Linked DNA regions of Mus musculus: all the other regions are linked to region 3. Evidence: chromatin contacts called from public Hi-C and capture Hi-C data. All regions are on one chromosome and are shown on one strand. The core of a region is the stretch at or near the end of the contact, and the rest is flanking DNA. Distances in the headings are between cores, read along the strand shown.

Evidence for each region. Hi-C and Micro-C count contacts between places; a contact is called where the count stands out from the background. Capture Hi-C pulls out chosen DNA fragments and counts their contacts.
Region 1: a capture Hi-C map of embryonic stem cells shows a contact between it and region 3, with 5 times the contacts expected there. The contact joins the promoter of 4930584F24Rik here to the promoter of Dpp6 in region 3. A contact is called at or near these places in 3 of 39 promoter capture datasets (embryonic stem cells and stem cell-derived epiblast-like cells) and 1 of 9 other capture datasets (embryonic stem cells).
Region 2: a contact with region 3 is called in a Hi-C map of cortical neurons, with 3 times the contacts expected there. The contact joins the enhancer-like site here to the promoter of Dpp6 in region 3. A contact is called at or near these places in 3 of 484 Hi-C or Micro-C datasets (cerebral cortex and cortical neurons) and 3 of 115 datasets of contacts at active chromatin or transcription factors (SST interneurons, embryonic stem cells and forebrain).
Region 4: a Hi-C map of cortical neurons shows a contact between it and region 3, with 3 times the contacts expected there. The contact joins the enhancer-like site here to the promoter of Dpp6 in region 3. A contact is called at or near these places in 2 of 484 Hi-C or Micro-C datasets (both in cortical neurons), 3 of 115 datasets of contacts at active chromatin or transcription factors (embryonic basal ganglia, forebrain and stem cell-derived neural progenitor cells) and 1 of 9 other capture datasets (embryonic stem cells).
Region 5: a Hi-C map of cortical neurons shows a contact between it and region 3, with 3 times the contacts expected there. The contact joins the promoter of Htr5a here to the promoter of Dpp6 in region 3. A contact is called at or near these places in 1 of 39 promoter capture datasets (hippocampal neurons), 3 of 484 Hi-C or Micro-C datasets (cerebral cortex and cortical neurons) and 1 of 115 datasets of contacts at active chromatin or transcription factors (astrocytes).

Annotation. Positions count from the first base shown.
Region 1 is chr5:26,491,841-26,494,754 of GRCm38.p6, forward strand. 4930584F24Rik (RIKEN cDNA 4930584F24 gene) reads right to left here and starts at 1,474. Exons shown (of 5, transcript NR_029445.1): 1 at 1,402-1,474.
Region 2 is chr5:27,731,265-27,734,352 of GRCm38.p6, forward strand. No RefSeq gene overlaps it. Among named protein-coding and RNA genes, the nearest start is that of Paxip1, 59 kb to the right of the region's middle. Within about 2 kb of position 1,372, at least 24 of the 459 cell types and tissues checked have an H3K27ac peak or open chromatin away from gene starts, as enhancers often do. A contact at or near this core is called in SST interneurons, cerebral cortex and cortical neurons, where this site is marked.
Region 3 is chr5:27,047,582-27,050,717 of GRCm38.p6, forward strand. It overlaps Dpp6 (dipeptidylpeptidase 6), which reads left to right and starts at 1,618. Exons shown (of 26, transcript NM_207282.3): 1 at 1,618-2,232. The coding sequence starts at 2,008.
Region 4 is chr5:27,675,847-27,678,907 of GRCm38.p6, forward strand. The region is part of intron 16 of Dpp6 (dipeptidylpeptidase 6); the gene reads left to right. Among named protein-coding and RNA genes, the nearest start is that of Paxip1, 110 kb to the right of the region's middle. Within about 2 kb of position 1,560, at least 25 of the 459 cell types and tissues checked have an H3K27ac peak or open chromatin away from gene starts, as enhancers often do. A contact at or near this core is called in cortical neurons and forebrain, where this site is marked.
Region 5 is chr5:27,840,620-27,843,755 of GRCm38.p6, forward strand. Htr5a (5-hydroxytryptamine (serotonin) receptor 5A) reads left to right here and starts at 1,328. Exons shown (of 2, transcript NM_008314.2): 1 at 1,328-2,570. The coding sequence starts at 1,830.

The sequences.
Region 1 (2,914 bases), core at 224-2,723, 560 kb before region 3:
GAGTTTAGGACAATAGATTCTGAGCCCAGTGGTTGTGACATCTGGAAGATTTTAAATATTAAGATCGGTGTTTTCCATCTGTGACGACTCAGGTGGGTAAGAGAGGGTGCAGCCACACGGCGTTTGTTGGCAGTCAGCAGAGCCAGTCACAGTGTGGATGGTCAATGTAGAGCAGTCATGGCTCCCAGCATTGTGGGAAAAACATTAGCTAGTAGGCAGTTGGCTGACAATAGTGTAGAGCTGAGTGAGACCCACCTCCTTGTTGGTGGCTTGATGGAACTAGCCTCGAGGGGCTGAGAGAGTGCCAAAGAAGGAGCAAGCATCCTTTTTAAAATTACTCTCTACGCTCCTACCTAACAGAATAGCACACTGAAATTAAATTAGACCTTCATCCCAGGAACCCTGTATGTATTTCTCCTACCACATAGGCCAAAGCTCCATACACACCTGTGATTCTTTCTGAATCCCAGCCTATCCCAGCAGACACTGTGCTCTCTCCATCAAGGCCACAGATTTTACCATGACAATGAGCTGGTATATGAGGTAACAGAGAGCTGACCACACCCCTGTCCAGATTTTCCTATGTGCCTGAGTGTAGTAGGAGGAATGACCATGTCTCCCCACATTGGGCTGAGCACACTGTCCCAGAAATTGGGAGGTTGTACGTGTGGTGAGGGTGTCATCTTATTAATGAAGCCTGAACATGAATTACCCTGTCTCATGTAACAGTGTGTATGTTGGTAAAGGAAGATAAGTGACCTCATTCAAAGTCATCTACATTCACTTTCACACACGGATGTGATCCTGAGAACAGGACACACACACGCACAAGTGAAAACGTGTAAACATGTATATAAGTACAGAATTAGACTGGAGAGTGCTGCCATGGTGTTTTCTGTGATAGTGGCATAGATGTTTGTTCCTCTATGTGGAAGTCATCTGAGTACAAGTAAAAAGATTGCTATAGCCAGGAACTGAAGCCCTCGGGGAAGGTGAGAGATCAGTACCCCGGCTGCTTTTCCTACCTTTCCTAGACAAGCTCAGTAATGGTCAAATGTGGGCCTGCAAACAAACTCTTCATCCTTCTTTACTTGGGCTGGAGGCTGGAGTCCAGGTCCAGGTCCATCTGTATGGCTTCATTCTAAGGCCCCCCTGCCTGGTGAGTGGAGGGGTTCCACCACTGTGTGCTTGGGGGGCTAGTCTCACTGCTGAAATTTCTGATCCCTGTTATTTCTAGCTTTCCTTAGGATGAACTGCCCTAAGGCAGAGATATTTCAACTACCTATCTATGTTTCAGTCTACCCCATTTCAGGGCCCATTGAAGAAGTGCCTCACACTGAGTGAGTCACACACACAATTAGTTTTGAGTAGTATCCATCCTGGAAATCAGCCCAAACTTACCTAGACACATGAGCTTGCTGTGAATCCCAGCCCTTCTTGCTGGACTCTGAGTTGCCCTCGGGCTAAGAACACTGTGGTTACTAGATCAGCAACCCTGTGAGGTCACAGAGGTCTCACCTCACTTCTAAGAATCATGGGGACATCCAGGCTTCAGTTATCTCCCAGCTTGGTCTACCTTTGTTCTCTGCTGTGCAAGCATCCTAAGAAGCACTTAGCATTGGGGAAGTAGCTGAAAGTATTTCTCATAGACCCTTCACCTACATGCCTCTCTGGTTAGTCCTTCATTTTCTGATAGATACTATCAAAGCTGAGAAGAGGGACACAGATGATAATGGTGATCCTCAGCTCCCATGTCTGAACCTCATACTCTGCTTCATCTTAGATTTTCTATAGCCTTTATGGTTCGTTGCTGTTGCTCAGCCTGCAGGGTGCCATCTTCTGCCCCTTCTGGCTCCAATAGCAACCATACCTTGTTTCTTAATCTCATCTCCATGCATCTCCAATCTATTGGCTTAGGTGGGTTGTGGATTGTAGCTATTGATTTCTGGCCATGTCCATGGCCTTGAGGCTTAAAGTGAGCAGAACAAAAAGCACACGGATGAATAAAGAATAAGTATATACAGCATGAATGAATCACAGTAGGTGGTGCTGCTAGCAGAGCCCAGCTTGTGAGGGGCAGACTCCTGGAGCACTTGCTTTTACTTGTCCATCCTCAGCCAAACTTCCACCCAAATAGTCACTGTGTGGATGGCCATGCTGTCCAGAGATGTGCCAAGCACTCTGTCCCCTTGTTCTGGCATGTTATGCAGTGGGCTGGTTTTGTTAGCCCTGCTATGACCAAGGATTCTTGGTCAAGTCCATGCTTCCCCTCTGCTAGAGCTGCATCCCCTCACCCACCAGGTTTCCACCGCTTCTTATGAAGGGATGATGGCTGGAAAACATGACCAATGCCCAAGACTGGGGGTTTCTGGCCGCTCATGGCCATGAGGCCAGCTGTGTTCTCTGTAGTGACTCAGGATGTTGTAAGGCTCAGCCATTAACTGCAAACAGCTTGAAAACCTTTGGCTGAATTAGCCTGGCTCTGTCCTTGGAGAAAGACAGTCCAGCTTCTGGTCTGTGGATGTTCTAAGTGAGTCATACTCTGAGTGCCTGCATTCAGATGGCCTCCCGTGAAACAGGACTTGTGAGAATAAGGACCCTCTGGGTTCCATGTGGAGATTGTAGGAAGTCATAGTGTCTGATGGAAGGACAGGCTTTAGCAGAGGAAGGGGTACCCACTGTCATGTCCTGAGCCTGGCCATATGCTTTCTTCTCCATAGCATTGTTGTGGCTGTTGCTGGCTTTCCACTATGGAACACACTATGCGTGGCAATATTTGGTTACAGACAGACTTGTATCATTCATTCCTGTGAGAAATTGTCCTCTCTATCCAAAGTTTTACTCTTCCTTTGGATAATGGTGGCAAGACCTGATTAAAATCTTGGAATTAGAGTTTAAAGCAGAGTTAATTTTA
Region 2 (3,088 bases), core at 122-2,621, 680 kb after region 3:
GCAGACTTAGAGCAAAACAGGCAGACTTCTACAAACCATGACTTCTAAAAGCATGAGGACGGCTGGGTGGGGTGCTGTCGGGGGAGCCCTGGAGAAGGTAACATTTAAGTCAAGGCTGAGACCAAGTAGGCAGTGAAATGACCCAGGAAGTGGGCGACTGCACAGGAGCCCCCTGCCTAAGAGCCCCAGTGTTGTCAGGGTAATGAGGAATACACTGGGGTACAGGAGGTATCAAGGCCTGGCATTGCTGCTGAAGAGCAGCTCTGCCCATCTCAGCACAACTGTGCTGTCTCCTGCCCTACTTCTCTCCTTGCTGCCCCCAGGGAGTCTGAAATCATGCACATCTCTACCTTACTGGCTCAGTCACTGTGCCAAGGCATTGGACAGGATCCCTATTGTCAGCTCCCAAGAATTTTTCTGGGATCCTCACATATTGTGAGGGCCCTTACCACACTGGAGTGTAATCATGAGGCCAGCCATGATGGAAGAGAGTGTTCAGAGAAGGCAAGAGCTCTACAGTTCCTGTGGACACCCTCCCCTCCCCTGCCCTCCCCTCCCCTCTCTCCCCCTTGGTCTGGCTCTTCCCACTTAATCTGGGTAACTGGTCTTGTGAGAACATGCCCATGGTCCTAGCCTGATTTCCAGGTGGCTAGGAGGCAGCTAGATGAGGAATGAACTTGAGCAGGTGCTCCCCAGCTCCATGGTGCTGTGTGAGGGCTGCAGTTGCCATAACCAGCTTGATGCCATCACAGAGACTCTGAGCTGGAGACACACAGGAACCGAGTGGATCTCTGACACTCTGAAACTAGATCACAAATAGACATTGTTCTGAACTGACAAGTGTTTACTCCATCATTGACACTCACCTCCTCCCCAGTGCAGGAGGCCAGACCTGAGCTGCTTCGTGGGACCCAGGGATTCCCTTGACCTCGTCACAAGACACCAGAGGTCTCACCTATGCAAACCCTCTATGACTGGGCCTTCTGGGTAGACAGTGGAGGAAGTTCTATGGCTACCTGCAGGCCTTTCTGCTCCCTGTGGCTCTGGCTTGCCCTTCAATTTCTTCTGTGTCAGCCAGAGTCACACAAACCAGCAAAGGCCTTGACATTCAGTTTTCTATGGCTAAATGTGCCTTAATGGCAGGCAGGGCTGGCTTCATATCAGATAATAGAATCTCACAGCTCTGGTACTGATCTGACAGCTGCTAGCAGCTACAGAGCCAGAGAAATGGCAGCCAGGCCCCCTCTATGTCTTCAGTGTAAAGTCAAGACATGAATTCCCAAGGTCGCCTGCCCTGACAAGCTATAGCTCAGCTCGCTGTGATGTGTCATGCTTGCTAACTGGTATTTCTCCAGCCAGACTGAATTCTTCGTGTTTCCCAGAAACTGTGTCACACATGACTGTCTCAGAGAAAGAAGTGACCGCAGCAAGCTAGCTGCTCTGTTCCACTTGTGTCTCAGACCCTATAAATAACACATCAGATGTCACTAACTCCCTAACTGCATGGGGTGGGGGAGCCTCATGTTATGTTTTATAAAATGGCGGTGAGGCAGAAGGGAACACCTGGGAGGGCCACTGAGAACCAGCCATAAGACAGGCTTATTATAAAAGAGTATATTTGCAGTAAAGGGACCTGGTGAAGGGGGTAGAGGCAGAGAAAGGAGGGAGACAGAGAAGAGAAGGAGAGAGAGAGAGAGAGAGAGAGAGAGAGAGAGAGAGAGAGAGAGAGAGAGACTTCTTATATGTGAGCCAAGCTAGTACGTGGCTGTTGCTAGGTAACTGTTGGGTGGAGCCTAGAGAAAATACTAACACCCCATGGTTACTTATCATTTTGTTTGAGTAGAGACCCCATCTAATCCATCCTGAACCAGGAAACAACCAGAGGAGATGGAGCCATACTTGTGGACACACAGTAAGCCGCTGAGGACCACTAGTGTCACACAGGACAGTCGGCAGGACCTTAGCCAGCTCTCACAGTAGGCAGAGCCACCAGAAGTCTGTTTATCAATGAAATTCCCTTCACGTGTTCTGTCTATAAAACACCCCTGGGCTTTGAGAGCAGGGGTATGCTATCAGCGGAGTGCACAGGCAATCAGCAGAACAATCTCCACCCAAGAAAGCTAATAGTCTATGAACCCACACCTTATCCCGCCACGGGATGACATAGACCATGCCAGCACCTGCCCTGGGAGTTTGCTCATTGGTACAAAGTGCCTTCCAGAAAAACCCTAATATGAGACCAGTGAGATGTCTCAGCAGATAAAGGCACCTGCTGTCTGTCAAGCCTGATGACATGACTTCGATCTCCTGGACTCCCCATATGTATACATACTACATAAACAAGCAAAGCCACCCACACAGGTGGGTGTTGATGACAGGACAGCCTGACAGAAGGGTCTGGAGGGTTGGGTCTGCTTTGTATCACTGCTTCACTCTCTTAGGCCTTCTGTCCACACCCTCTGGGAAGGCTGCTCTACAGGAACCTCTCTTAGGTGGAAAGCCCAGTGTCACAGTAGGGGCTTTAAGTGAAGTATCAGTGGGTGGTGAATCTGGCCTCCCCACCCCTGGGTATCAGCCACATGCTTGAGCATCTCTCTGTCTTATCTTTATGATGACATCTGATCATGGTATCCATCTTGATGTTACCCAGGGTAAAATTGGAGACTTGAAAAGCAGAGGGACTGACAGCAAAGTGGGGTCAGGAGAAGCATCTAGAGACAATTCCCATTATTCCAAAATGAGGAAAGTGCCTAAGGTACCTAAGGTCAGAGGGTCACTTCCTACCTGCACTGGGCCCCTGTACCATTCCTGGGAGTCGCCTGGACCAAGCCCTAAGCCAAATCCCCAGCTCTCCTGTACAGCAGGGTGCCACACCCACTCCAGTGAAGTCTGCGTGACAGGCCCAAAAGCTTGGATGCAGTCCTGAGGCAAAAAGTTTCATGGAAACTTAGTCTCCTGGAGCCTTGGTATCCCATAGCATGAATGCTCCAGATTTGTCCTTGCAATAGTCGGTATTGTATTATAGGTAATGCTACTCATTCAGACGAAATGCCTCCAGTGTTGATAGACAGTGAAAGAAATCAGACAC
Region 3 (3,136 bases), core at 368-2,867:
GAAATGTCTCTCATGTGCTTTAGTAGCTGTTTATTCGTGATGGGCTCAACAGCTGCAGAGAACAGGATGGGCCAACAAAATTCTATGGAAAATGAACATCCACATTGAGAGCTTGGGAGAGAAAGGCTGGAAGGAATGAGAGGCAGTTACAGCAGAAAGCTAAGCTTAAACAGGGCAGCACAACTTCCTCCACCGAGGGTTCTGTAAGGCTCTCTCCAGGCTTGAGCCAGGGAGGGTCTGAGGTCCTAGGCCTTCTGAGTCACTAACTCCCCTATGATTTAAAAATTCTCAGTACTGACAGGGAAGCTAGGAAGGCTCATAGAACACCACGGGGTAGTGGGCAACATCAAATGGGCTCACTGTGTTTGTAGGTGTGGGCGGGAGGGGCTGTGTGTGTGGGGGGGGGGCTGTGTGTGTGTGTGTGTGTGTGTGTGTGTGTGTGTGTGTGTGTGTGTGGTGGGGGCAGCTATGACTGTGGGCAGGTGCTAGAATTCCTGTGAGTCTCTCCAAAGTCCCAACCCATGGTGATGCTGGTGTAAGGAATGAGCTAGCTTATCGCAGCTCAGCCTCTAAGGCCTGGATCAGGGGACAAAGAAGGAGGTGGAGCAGCCAAAAGCCAGTAGTGCCCAGAGGCTCAAGAAAAACAAGGGTTCCAGAAGCCTACAGGGAGGAATCCAGGATGCAAGTAGAGGGAGATGCCAGACATGGCCTAGACTAACAGTCAGACACAATTTGCGCATCTCTCCACACGAGGGCACTTGAGCACGCTCGAATGCACCAAATGAGTTTGTTATTGGAAGCCCTATGTGCTGCACAGCGTTCAGTGTCAAAGAGCCCCTCTCACTGCATCTCAATGTCAAAATGGGGTGGAACAAGGTTTGGAAAGGTTGCTGACTTCCAAGCGCTTTAGCGTTTCCCCTGTATTTACACAAAGACAGGCAGGCTGGAGCCAGACATACTCTGGGAAGGCCTTGTTCATGAGGCTTGAAATAAGCCTAACCAGGAGTTCTGTTGCCTGTTCTAGACTTGCCCTTCCCTTCTTCAGATGATCAAAAGAAAATATATCTTTTTTTTTTAATAAAAAAAATCTTAGGTGATGAAGGAAGGTGGGTCCGGGAACAAATGTTTCCCTGAGCCTACACTTTACAGGCCTTCCTTCTTTTCAGTGGCTCCTCCTATGCCCTTCAACTGCATTTCTACCCAGGCTCTCCAGGGTCTTTGTCAAAGTTAAGCAAAGCCCCAAATCCAGAAGAACATTACTAGGCGGGAGTGCCTGTCAGGCACTGGAAAACAGCTGTGCCCTGCAACCCAAACTAGATGCTATGGGAGCCACGATCCGGAAGCCCCGGGGCCCCAAGGCAGTTAAGGTTTCTTTGCTCAGCTCTGGCCTCTTGTAATGCTGTTCTCTCTCGCTGGGACACACGGCCTCCAGTCCATCTATGAGTGCCCCAGCCCTGAACCCCCATCCACAACCCAACTGACATGAGAAGGAGTCTTCCTGGGACTGGAGCTTCCCTGGTGCCACCGCTACAGCGGGAGCTGGCTACCCTACTGAGAAGGAAAAGGAGGAGCTGTAAGGGGCCGGGCGGGGATGAGAAGAGGAGCTGGTATCTAGTTGGTGCCAAATAATGGGGTCTAGACATGTCCCCTCCCTTAGTGTGCTTCTGGTATCTTGCTTTCCTCTTTAGTGAGGCCGAACATGGCCATGGCGAGGACTTAAAAAAAAAAAAAAAAAAGCAGAAAGAGAAAGCGATCACTCCGACCCTTGGCTTCTGCGCTGCCGGGGAGGGGGCGGAGAAGCTGAGCCAGGCAGAGTCGCTCAACACCCAGGCGATTCGACTCGCGTGTGGCGCGGAGCGGCCGGGCTCGCCTTTCTTCTTTCCCCACCGCCTCCTTTTCCCCCTTCTCGCTTTTCTGCTGGAGGGGGTGGGGAGTGGAAAGAGAGACAGAGAGAAAGGAAATTTTTTTACGAAGCATCCTAACCAGTGAGCCAGCGCACGGCGGCCCATGGCTTCGCTGTACCAAAGGTTCACCGGCAAGATCAACACCTCGCGCTCCTTTCCGGCGCCCCCGGAGGCCAGTCGCCTTCTGGGTGGCCAGGGGCCCGAGGAGGACGCGGGCCCGAAGCCCCTTGGGCCGCAGGCGCAGGCGGTGGCGCCCAGGGAGCGCGGCGGTGCTGGTGGCCGGCCCCGGTTCCAGTACCAGGCGCGGAGCGACTGTGACGAGGAGGACGTAAGAGCATCGTGGTGGGTGGGTGGCGGTGGTGGTGGGAGCATCGGCGGGATGCACGGGCCTGACTACTCCTCAGGGTCTCTGGGTCCCCTGTGCCAATCTTTGCGTTCCTTCCTGATGTGCCAGATCGTGCTCAGACACTCTCCTTGGCTCCTGATCTCAGTCATCATAGTCCAGAGCAGATCTTTGCGGTGGTGGCCAGGAGTTGGTAGCAGGAAGGTTTTTGGAGCTGCGCCTGCTGGGATGTGGACTATGCTTGGAATTCACTAGATGTCTGTTTGTAACGGCAGCCTGCTGTGGTTCTCAGGGAATTAGATGTGTGTATGCGTGGAGTTGTGTTTTTAGTTTAATTTTCTGCTTTATGGCTCGGGGAACAGCTAGTTCAGGCTGCTTTTCTCTTCCTACCACTTGTCACAGCAACTATCCAACCGAGATGACCCTCCTCTCCTCTCCACTCTGCCCCCCTTTCACTGTCCCCAGACACCTTCTCTCTACACCCAAGGATTAGACCTATGGTGCTCTTATAAAAAAGAAGTCCTGGCTTTAGAGCCCTGGCCTCTGACCCAGACCCAATAAAGCTCTCACTACGCATACTAATTGGGGCTGCATGCCTGTGATCCAGCAACTCAACTTGGACCATGCTCCTTCCTAAAGAAGTTCTCAGAGGGGTCTCTTACTATTGAGGCTGGAAGTCTGAGCTTCAAAGACTGAATTTGCATATTCACCTAGCAATCAAGGATTCTTTCAGGGTAAGAGTGGCCACAGAAATGGGTCAAAGGTCTTGTACTGAGCCCTCCCAGCAGTTGGTACCACTAGGACTTTCAGGGAGTGATTTTCCTGAGACTTGTTCCCAGGGACAGAAGACAACTCCCAGGTGAGTCCTCAGGCAGGCCCTTAAAGACAG
Region 4 (3,061 bases), core at 310-2,809, 630 kb after region 3:
TACAGATGGTTGTGAGTCACCATGTGGTTGCTGGGGATTGAACTCAGGACCTCAAAAAGAGCAGTCAGTGCTCGTTACCACTGAGCCACCCCTCCAGGCCCCTAGACACCACTCTTTAACAGATTATTTAAACCATAGTAACAAGAAGTTTTGTGTTATAATGTGTTTCCATTTGGAATGGTAATGTCTGCTGTTTTAAGAGTTGCCACAGAGACCCACTCAGGGTGGGTGCTGTACCTCACCCGGTCTCGGACACATGTGAAGGCACCCATGGAATGATGAAATCACAAGTGCCCTATTCCTTTCTTCTTTTCTTTCTTTTTTCCCTTCCTCCCCCCCCCCTTACCTTCATCGCCTCTTTTTCCCTTATCATTCCTTCTCCTCCCTTCTCCTTGATTCTCTTACCCAAAGCCTTTCCTGGGCAGGGGTAGAGCATGCATCCTCACAGAACAGTCCAGCATGGAATGACTAAGCCCAGCCCAGTGATATGGGTAGTCCTCTACCTCTGGGCCCACCCATGGTGAGAGATAGGCCAGGGTGTAATGTCATGGTACCCATAGGAATGAATGCAACATGGAATATGGAGGCAAACATGGTGGGAGAGCTTAGGGGGCAGGAGTTATAGAAAATATTGTTCATTGCAGGGACACATAGAAATACTGCACCTGTGTCACTCCTATCCCTTCTTACCTCTTTCTGAAACAAAGTTCCACTATGTAGACCAGGATGGCCTCAAACTCACCATGTAGACTAGGCTGGCTTCAAACTCACAGAGTTTGAGATCCACCTGCCTCTGCCTCTGAAGTGTTAGGATTAACATACACACACACACACACACACACACATATGATAGCTGAAAGTGTTTTCACTCAGGGGGTGGATTTGATGAGTTAGATGTCAGTGATAATGAGAGCCAAGTTCCTTGTTATTGGGCATGGAGGTTGAACACATGAGAACATAGAAGAAAGCCCCAGAGAAATCCTGGTGGTGCTGAGCTGGAATTTCAAGTGGCCACATGAGATCTGGTCTCTGCAGTGAGCCTTGACTCTGCGGGTCTTGCAGGGACTGTGGTGATTGCTCTGGTGTGCCCCCTCCCATGTACATCACCTTTCCCCTAAGCCAGTCATGACCTCCCCTCCCGTGTACATCACCTTTCCCCTAAGCCAGCCGTAACCTCCCCTCCTGTTTACATCAGCTTGTTGCTGAGAATCTTCTGTGTGTGGACCCAGATCTATGATGAGAGAGGATACCACCACCACCAAAGGGTTTAAAGGGGTGGGAGAGGACACTTAAAACCAACTGGCATTCCATTCTGTGGGTGCTGGAACATCCCTGTGGGGACTGACAGCAAGGCACTCCCCCACTGTGTCACAGGAAATCTGTTGGAGCCAAGATATTCTGGGTGCATAGCCCCTGGCGGGTGCTGACACACTTAGGGATGTATGGGGTGACTGGGAGAGCATCCACAGGAGGCCAGTGCTCACCTCCTCCCACCACAGCAGCCAACCCTACCCCCACCTTTCACAGATGAGTCAGTCCCACAGTACCCAGCAGTGGCTGAGAGCCAGGTCTTCCTTGCACTTGTCAGAGGACCACAGCTGCTTAGTTTGCTCTCTGTGCACAGTGAAGCTGAACCTTTGCAGAAATCCCATAGATCTCCATGCCGAAGCCCTGGGTACGGCCTGTACACAAGAGGGCGCTGCAGCCCTGCACATTGCTCTACACAAGAACCCCTGCTGGGCTGTACATGGTTTCCTAGTTCTTAGTGTCAGGGTTTCCCCATGCATGAACATCACCACCTGGTTGGAATGCGTCTGACTCACTAGGGGACACAGAACTGAACCCTGGTCTTGAGAAGTCCTTCTGTGGTATTGAGTGTGAGGCAGACACCAGGCTCAATGTTAAACACAAGAAGATGAAACACAGGGAGGACCACCCTCAGGGAGTCCAGAATCTAGGAGAAGAAAAATTGGAAGAACCTTTAAAGAAGGTTAGCTGGTTACCAGCATATCCCTAGTGCCTCAGCTCAGGCCTGGTCCTCTCTACCTTCTGGTAGGGCTTAGAGAACCTGTGAACAGTTCAGAAGTATGAAGGGCATAGGAGAAGGTACAGTGTGGCACCAAAACAAACAAAAAGGGAAGCACTTGTTTAACTGTCAGCTTGACATAAAGTAGAATCACATTAGGAAAGAGTCTCGGGGGGATTTTCTAGCCTGGCCTGGCCTGTGGGCATGTCTGTGAAGGTTTCCTTAACTGGGCTAATTATGTAGGAAGATTATCCTTAATGTGGGCAGCACCATTTCACGGGCTGGGCCTTGGATTGAATGAGGAGAAAGTATGAGCTGGGCACAAACACGCATGCGTTTATTCTCCCTGCCCTCAACTGGGCATGTGACCAGCTGTTTTAAGTTCCTCCTGCAATGAGGGTCAGTAACCTGGATAGACCCCTTCTTCCTTCTTCCTTTTTCCTTCTTCCTTCTTCCTTCCTTCCTTCCTTCCTTCCTTCCTTTCTCCTTCCTTCCTTCCTTCCTTTCTCCTTCCTTCCTTCCTTCCTTCCTTCTTCCTTCTTCCTTCTTCCTTCCTTCCTTCTTTCCTTCCTTCCTTCCTTCCTTTCTCCTTCCTTCCTTCCTTCCTTCCTTCCTTCTTTTTCTTCCTTTCTTTCTTCCTCTCTTCCTTACTTCTTCCTACCTTTCTTTCTTTCTTCTTTCTACCTTTCTTTTTAAATGTATGAGTGCTCTGTCTTCATGCACACTTGCATGCCAGAAGAGGGCATTAGATGCCTTTATAGGTGGTTCTGAGCCACCATGTGGTTTCTGGGAATTGAACTCAGGACCTCTGGAAAAGCAGCAGTGCTCGTAACCACTGAGCCATCTCTGCAGCCTCTACCCTTTCCTCCTGAAGTTGCTGTTCTCAGGATAGTTTATTACAGAACCAAGAAGCAAAGCTGTAGGCAGTTGAGCAGTGGCTGTTTGTGACAGACGAAGAGGAGGGAAAGGGGCAGCCAGAGGAGGACTGGTGTGAGAGGAAATGGCATGGAACAGCAAAGGCTGAGGGGAAGTGTG
Region 5 (3,136 bases), core at 78-2,577, 790 kb after region 3:
CTGAGATGACAGATGTGTACTACCATATCCTCTTATTTATGTATTACTATTATTATTATGCACACACACAAGCTCCTGTGTGTACTGTGTGTATGTGGGTGTCATAAGCCATAGTGCACATGCAGAGAGACAGCTTTCTGCAGTTGCTTCTCTCCTTGAGGGCTGGGGCTGTAGCTCAATGACAGTGTTCTTTGCCTAGTATGTGCAAAGCTCTGGGCCTCAACTCTTACACTGAAACAAAGAAAACTCCTAGGTCAGACCTTTTGATAGTTTTACAAGCATGCATGGGTAATTTTTTTAAATTTTATTTCATTTATTTTTTGAGTCGGAGTCTCACTATGTAGCCCTGGCTGGCCCTGACCTTGCAGAGCTCCACCGGCCCCAAGCTCAAGTGCTAGGATTAAGGGCTGAACCATCATGACTGTCTCAATACTTTTCAAGCATGTTTCAAGCATTTCAAGTGCCGTAGAGATTTTCTCTTTTTTTTCTTTAGGGTTTGTTTTTGTTGTATGTGTATGTTTACATGCTTGTATGTGTACATGGTGCCTGTGGAAGCCAGAATAAGGTGTCATATCCCCTGGACATGGAGTTACAGCCAGTTGTGGGCCACTGTGTGAGTCAGTCCTGCGAACCAAAGCAGGTTCTCAGCAAGGGAAGCCAATGATCTTAATGGCTGAGCCATTCCCTCCAGCTTCTTTTCCATAGAAACTTCTGTAGAGTCACTAGAGAGGCTCCTGTAAGCCTCTTTCTAAGCTCAGGAAACAAGCACCCTATCTCCAACAGTCATCAATCTTTCTCCTTTAAAACAAACAACTCTTTAAGTGAGGCCACCGAGCTCTCCGAGTTAGGAGGCAACCACATACGGAAACCTGGAAGGGAACAACAGTAGGCTGTTAGGAAGTTAGTTGGTTAGTTGGTTGGTTAGTTAGCCTAACCCAGGACACCTGTACTTCAAGCAAATGGCTCGAAGTCTCAAAATCACCTTCAGAGGGAGCATGAGTGCTGGAAGAAGGGTTTAGGAAAGTTTACTAATTAATTCCCGGCCACTGACCCAGTGGTAAAGAGCGATGGGACTGTGGATAGACACCAAGCTGCGTGCTGGTATAGGCAGCGGCACCGTGGACAGCGCCAAGCACTGAGCTGCACACAAAGCCAGTGCTGAATACTCCCATGCAGAGAGCCGGGTGGAGAGAGGCGGCTTCATCAGCTGATGCCTTACGTAGTGCGGGAGCCCCACTTTGCTAAAGCAGGTCTGGGTGGGCGCGCCAGCGTGCCCTCTCGGAGCAGCAGCCTCAGGCACGGTGGAGAGAGATCAGGACAGGGCAGAAGGCCATCTCCAGAAAGCAGGTATCTACGTGGCTTCCAGTCCCCAACCCCCACCCCTCGGAGCCACTGCCGGGAGAGGGGGGAGGTGGGCAAGGAGCAACCCTGGACCAGCGACTGTTCTGACGCACTAGCTGAGTTCTGGGCATCCACCCTGCACTGGGCGGGGGCCGACCTCAAGGATGCTCTGCTGCAGGCGACCAGACAACAGTCTCCGCCTAGGTGAGGAACAGCAGGCATGTGATAGCAAAGGCGGGCCCTGGCTTCTAGATTCAGCCCCTTGAGTCCGCTTTCCATATCTCTAAGGATACCTGGGCTGCGCTGCTTGTAGCCCAGCACCCTCCTCTCTGCTACAATTTCCTCCGGACTCTGACTGGGTGGAGACTGAGGCCAGGTTCTTGGCTCTTAGCAAAATCCTCTCCATTGGCCATCGGTCGCAAACATCTAGATTGACTTCAGTGGGCTCGGTGGCAACACAGTCTAAACACAGGTGTCCTGGGACAGCAATGGATCTGCCTGTAAACTTGACCTCCTTTTCTCTCTCTACTCCCTCCTCTTTGGAACCTAACCGCAGCTTGGACACGGAAGTCCTGCGCCCTAGTCGGCCTTTTCTCTCAGCTTTCCGAGTGCTAGTCCTGACTTTGTTGGGCTTTCTAGCTGCGGCCACATTCACTTGGAACCTGCTGGTGCTGGCTACCATCCTCAAGGTACGCACCTTCCACCGAGTACCACACAACCTGGTAGCTTCCATGGCCATCTCGGATGTGCTAGTGGCTGTGCTGGTTATGCCACTGAGCCTGGTACATGAGCTGTCTGGGCGCCGCTGGCAGCTGGGCCGGCGTCTATGCCAGCTGTGGATCGCATGTGACGTGCTCTGCTGTACTGCCAGCATCTGGAATGTGACAGCAATAGCTCTGGACCGCTACTGGTCAATCACGCGCCACCTGGAGTACACACTCCGTACCCGCAAGCGTGTCTCCAATGTGATGATCCTGCTCACCTGGGCACTCTCCACTGTCATCTCTCTGGCTCCACTGCTATTTGGCTGGGGAGAGACTTATTCTGAGCCCAGTGAGGAATGCCAAGTCAGTCGCGAGCCTTCCTACACCGTGTTCTCCACCGTGGGTGCCTTCTACCTGCCGCTGTGCGTGGTGCTCTTTGTGTACTGGAAAATTTACAGGGCGGCGAAATTCCGCATGGGCTCCAGGAAGACCAACAGCGTCTCCCCCGTACCCGAAGCTGTGGAGGTGGGTGCTATAAGGATCGTTAGAAAATACGTCACTTGTATCTCACAGGCTTTTCTTGCAGCGCACTTCACCTTATGTCTGTGGAAGGTAAAACTCTCCAGTTTGGGGAGAGGTAGATGAGGGAGGAAGGGGGGGCTCAAGAGCCAGAGACTCCCTTTGCTCTAAGCACTGAATTACAGAGGCCCTCCCATACTGAATGTCTGGGGGATTGTTTTCTTTCTTGAAAAATGAGGGGTTTGCCATCCACATTCTACCTGGTCCACTTTGGTACTAAAGTCCTGTGGATGGGCAGTACCTGGGAAAGCTGGTGTCTTGGAGACACTGGCTCAGTAACTCAGGAAAAACAAACAAACATGCAGTTTTCTGCATGGGTGTTCGGAGGAGGGAAGATTAGAATGATTGACAGGATGAGTGCCACATAGCAGGCATACCATTTGTGTTGTTTTCTAGGCTGTCTTGCAAACTATAATTTCTGGGTTGCTGTCCTTCTTCATTCTTCAGTGTCCTAGTAATGCCACCCCCCCCCCCACACACACACCATAAGATTAAAGACAACTGTGTCATGG